Regions from separate parts of the Sander lucioperca genome. Here region 1 is linked to region 2. The links are chromatin contacts, called in public Hi-C maps. All regions are on one chromosome and are shown on one strand. The core of a region is the stretch at or near the end of the contact, and the rest is flanking DNA. Distances in the headings are between cores, read along the strand shown. Region 1 holds the start of hlx1 (H2.0-like homeobox protein). Region 2 holds the start of mia3 (transport and Golgi organization protein 1 homolog).

Region 1 (2,700 bases), core at 78-2,577, 140 kb before region 2:
AGCACCTGAAATAACTCGAGGCGTGCTGCGTCTGCTACATCCTCTTCCCTGGATTGTTTTGACTGCATGATGAAGGGCAAACGTTAAATCTCTATTTCTAATTTTAACCCGGAAAAGTGTCACTCGAAAACAGCATGATAGGAGGCAGTCAGGGTCATCGGCGCTTCCGCCCGCATGAATCAAGACTAAATGAATGCGGGCTTCAGAAGCCATTGTTTCTACACATGCGAGAGAAACATGCGATCGGAGAGTCTGTGGGAGGGGTGGGGGGGGGGACAGTATCAAGGCAGGACAGTAGGAGAGGGGGAGAAAGCGCGAGAGAGTTCATTTTTTATTGACAGTTAGAAATGTATTCAAAGTATATTAACTTAAACGTACAAACATGATAATAAAAGTTATTATTGCACATATTTTAAATACGTTGTTTCAGGTCAGTTAAGATAGATTCGTTCAAGTTAAAGCAGCAGGAAAGATTATAATTTGCATTTCTACTATTTAAATTCTAAAAAGGTTATTGCCAGGACCCAACGTGTAAATCTAGTGGGGCCTCGCGGATGAAGTATCGCCTCTGAAGTTAATTGTGTTTTGGTTTTAGAAGGGAATCGGTTTCCTCTGTTTATTATGAGCATGGGGACGGATTTGCGTCACCGTGCAACTTGCAGGTCGAGATAAAGTTGCACAAATATTGAAAAAGGGAAGTTCTAACAGTCATTATAAAAGTCCCCCCCTCTGCTCCGGAAGAAATAAGGATTTGTGCTGTATCCTAAAATACTAAAACAGGTTCTATTTTGGGGGCAAATGTAGCAGGAATATCCGCTCATTTAACACGAATCACAGCCCATCAAAAACAGGATGAGTGGAGCTAATAGAGCCTCCTGGGCTCGCGGGGTCATTTGATTACACGTCCATTTTGTACAGTTAATTAAATGATTAGATATACATATTTTACTATTTCATACAATACAACCGAGTGGCATATTTATCGATTAGCTCTTTTCATTTTTTGCAGGGTAATATAAGTATTTAGTGTTGAAAAGTGCCTTTTTGGAAAATATGTGTAGTGTACTGAGAGTTAAAGGGTATAATGTTTTTGTGTGCGGTGATGGGTGTGGGTTCTCTTTAAGTGATCAATCCATCATCTCAGGATTAAAATGTATGTGTGTGTGTGTGTGTGTTGTGTGTGTGTGTGTGTGTGTGTGTGTGTGTGTGTGTGTGTGTGTGTGTGTGTGTGTGTGTGTGTGTGTGTGTGTGTGTGTGTGTGCGCGCGCGCGTGCGTGGTGTTGTGTTGGCTACACATCATCCTCATTTGTAAGGGCGTGATGTGAGCGAATGCAAAACAGCCATTGGCTCAGAAAGCAACCAATCAGTGTCAACGGAGAAACTTCAGAGAGGAACTGTAGGGTTTGGATTTCAGAGTTGGGAGAGCGATTTTGGCACTGACACAAAGAGGACGGTCATCTATCCCCCTAAAACGCCATCCCTGCTTTTTTACATGCCTGTCCGTTTATACCCTCTTCTGAGAAACAATAAGACTCATTAGAGGCTGCGGGATGTACACGGCCGGGCTGAACCCGTTTTACGCGTCAAATTTTAGCCTCTGGTCTGCGTACTGCGCGGGGGGCTTCGCTGTGGATACGATGAAGAAACCCTCGTTTTGCATCGCAGACATTTTGCAGGCTGGAGATGGAGAGAACATCCCGGGATCGTCGGCCGTCATGTTGCATATGGGACACCACCACCGCGCGCAGCACGGGCACTCCGGCAGCTCGCCGCTGCGCCCTTCTCCCGTCGCGCCCGAGCCATCGGTGTACGGCGCGAGGGTGAGTCCGACGTCTCCTTACCACAGACACGGACTACAGCTAACATCAGTCAGAACTGCATTTAACTCCCAACAAGCTCCCCCGCCTTCAAGCAAAGACCTCAAATTCGGAATTGATCGGATATTGTCGACAGACTTTGATCCAAAAGGCAAAGAAAAGTCGTCATTAAAAGGTAAGAATCAAGATTTTATTACACGCTGAATTTTCCAACAGTTTTGTGGTGTTTATAGAGAAGTTTCCTGTCATGTCAGCCAAGGAAAACAATACATAGGGAGGGATGTGTTTTATGGCCATTTCTTTTAATGATATCATTAACAAGACCGTCCAAACTTTAGAAACTGAAAGCAACAAACTAGAAGCAGCTAATGTAAATTACCAGTTTATAACACTGTCAGGCTTGTTCTCAGAGTAGTAAGAGCCCAAATAAGCTCATATCATGCACTTTAAGAAGTGAGCCATGTGGGGAAATCCTCTGCTCTGTTGCCCCCTAACCAGAGAGGTCAGAGGTCAGGATCAGCTACAAACAGCTGGAAGTTTGCTCAAAGACACTTTAGCAGTCACACTTGAACTCTGAATTTGTTTGATGGTCTCTCTAAATACTAGACCATCTTGCCCCCCAGGTTGCCAGTGTGACTCTTTGTTTCCTGACTGAAGCCCATCATCTCTCGCTTTGTAACAGATCTCACATCCATCGTTAGCTCGAACCGTCAGTCAGGGATCCACATCCCCATTCAGCCTCCGGCCAGCCAGTACTTCTCCTGCATAGACCCCGGGATGAACGACGCGTCCTCCATGATGAATTCACTAGGCAGCAGCAGCAGCAGGCATTCAGGCCAGCATCAGTTTCAGGACACCTTCCCAGGTAGTCACCACATGTAGG
Region 2 (2,700 bases), core at 116-2,615:
AAATATAAAATGATATGTATCCATCGAATCACTTCCTATATATAAAATTGAATTGGGAAAGTAACTCCTGTGAGAGCGATATTGAGACGGTTGAACATATTTTCTTTCAGTGTGAACCGATTAATGACTTGTGGCTGTCTTTTCAATGCTGGCTTCAATCTAAAGATATACTGCTACACCCATTAAACGAAATGTCAATTAAAGCTGGAATATTTTTAAAGGATAAGAATCTAGAATTTTTGATAAATAACTTGATTGAGCATTGTAAACATTTTATTCATAGGTGCAAGTATTTAAAGGTCAAAACCCACATCAACGGTTGGAAGAACAAGCTTAAGCTTTTTGCTACATCTCTACAATACATGACGAAGGAAAACGCCAAGAGACTCTTATTTGTTGGACTTACATTCCCTACTGGACTAAAAAGACCCCTAGTATCTTATTTTCTTTATTTATGTTTTTTTGTATATATTACCTCAAAGCTGTAAACGTGTTTTTGACAAATGTACAAACACACATTGTGCCTTAATTGTTTGTATACTATTGTATAATAAAGTAAAAAAAAAAAAAATTCCCTTAATACATCCATGCCTAACATGAGCTGAAGGGATGTTTAAGCAAAGGCCGTAATTTCTGCTTTCCACATCGGTATTTGCAATTGCCAAAATTTAGTTATTTATGTTTCATAATGTTATTTCTTATTTACCTCTCTGAGTGTCATGCTGTTTGTTTTTGGTTTTATGTGTAAACTGGCTAACGCAGCAATTTCCCATTGGCATTACAGAATACTTTATCTATCTATCTATCTATAGAAATGCTGTGAGCCAACAATAAATGGATCATCACAAATTGAATGGATCAGATGTTTTGTTATCGATGGCTGTTAATGACATGATAATACAAAATAAAAAAAGGTAATTTGTGTTGAAACAGAATAGTTGGCAATAAGATATTTTTTAAAGATTTTTCTTATCCATATTGATTACAGGTTTGTTATGTTTTTCTGTTTGCACTACGCCCATTTATCACTATTAACAAACTTGGAAGGTAACTGCCTTTTTTCTCTTTATTGTATTTTGCTGGTTATAGGTCTACACTATATTTGATTAAAGAGGCCTCTGGGGAAGATTATGTGAAATTAAAATACACCGGTCATAATCCTCTGAGTACTTTCAATCTCTTGAATCTTTTTGTGCATATTGTAGATGTCTTTGCTGATTTAGCTAGGCCTATTGGATGATTCCAGAAGCAACTGCACAATGATGAGGCTGATTTCTCTACTTCCACTGCATCTGTTTGAGGTTGTTTCCCACAGTCACATGAAGCAGCCAAATCCAAACCTTATATCCTGTAAACCTATCCGTGCCTACACCCAGCCGGATCTGATCTGCTGACGTGTCGGCTCCTTCAGCTCGCAGTGCTTCATGCTCCAGCAGCAGAGTTAAGCCAGTCCACAGAAAGTGCCAGCATGGCAGCAAAACACTTCTACCGACAGGGCCTTTTATTACTTTTATTTAATTTTATTTCAACTGCAGCCTTGGAAAAAAGGTTCTCCGACTTTAAGAGATGCGCAGATGAGGAGTGCAGCAGTAAGTTTGATTGTTGTAACTACTAGCTCATCAGGACTTCAGGGATGCATCTTCCCACATCCCGATACTAACGTTACAGCTAGCCATAAACTACGCCTTATCTCCAGACCTGTTGCCAGTCGATATTTGTGACCTGGATAACCACCTGTAGTAGTTCCGATGCTGTGCAGACGTCTGCTGCTTGTTGAAATCAGCGCATGCTAATCTTAACTGTTGGTATTATCGCGGGGGGGTGTTTTGTTCAGACGTAGCCCGTAGTGTTGGCCGGTTGCCTGGCAGCTCCGGCCTGCCCAGCTTGGTGGTTAGTGGTGGCTAATGTTAGCAGCTAGCTAATTAGCCACCGGCCGGCTTTGGGCAAAATCTCTGCTAATGTTGGCTAACTCTATTGTTAAGTCACATAGGCATTGGTCGTACTTCTCTCCTTAGCTAATGTTATAAACACAGACTAACGTTACTCTAGATTGTGTAGTTTAACCAGCAAACTATTTAAATTTAGCGTTAGCTTTAGGTGAAATAAGAATTTAAATTAACGTTATGTTAACCCAGGTTGTCTTTATATCCCAGTTTGCATTGCTAACTAGATGTACGCCATCATATACAAGCCTCAGGGACCGTTATAGCAGCTGTTGTTGTTGTTGCTGTTATAGAAAATGTTAACCTGAAAATACCACAACAACAACAACAACAACAACAAAAAGGCTGGTGTAGGTAATAAGACCTTGTTTTATTGGCGACTTATCAAAAGGAGAAGCTAGTTTTGAGTAATAAAACAGTAAAGATTAGACACATTAACATAAAACAAAGAAAGGCATAATATGATCAGGTACTCTGCTTGAATGTTTTAAACCAACGTCTGAGGCTAAAGTCGACTATAACCATGACAGTGGCATGTCATACAGACAATGCAGATCTAAACTCTTTGCTTATTTGCCATACCTTTCAGTTCAGTCAGTTTTTGTCTAATTTTGTGTTGCATGTTTTGTGAAAATACAACATTGTAGAGCCAAAACAAGAAATAGAGTGACAGAAAAGAACTTGGCATTCATTTTGATAAACAATAAATCAGTTGTAAATATTTTTTAAGCCAGAACAATGCCCCAAATTAATTGGT

The links. A called contact is a pair of places that touch in the nucleus more often than the background predicts.
Region 1: a Hi-C map of liver shows a contact between it and region 2, with 2.6 times the contacts expected there. The contact joins the promoter of hlx1 here to the promoter of mia3 in region 2. A contact is called at or near these places in 2 of 2 Hi-C or Micro-C datasets (liver and muscle).

The regions. Positions count from the first base shown.
Region 1 is chr19:11,721,587-11,724,286 of SLUC_FBN_1.2, reverse strand. It overlaps hlx1 (H2.0-like homeobox protein), which reads left to right and starts at 1,327. Exons shown (of 3, transcript XM_031322554.2): 1 at 1,327-1,992. The coding sequence starts at 1,551. All of the region lies in intron 2 of LOC116066478 (a long non-coding RNA gene), which reads left to right.
Region 2 is chr19:11,586,576-11,589,275 of SLUC_FBN_1.2, reverse strand. It overlaps mia3 (transport and Golgi organization protein 1 homolog), which reads left to right and starts at 1,365. Exons shown (of 26, transcript XM_035995509.1): 1 at 1,365-1,589. The coding sequence starts at 1,469. The region is part of intron 1 of taf1a (TATA box-binding protein-associated factor RNA polymerase I subunit A); the gene reads right to left.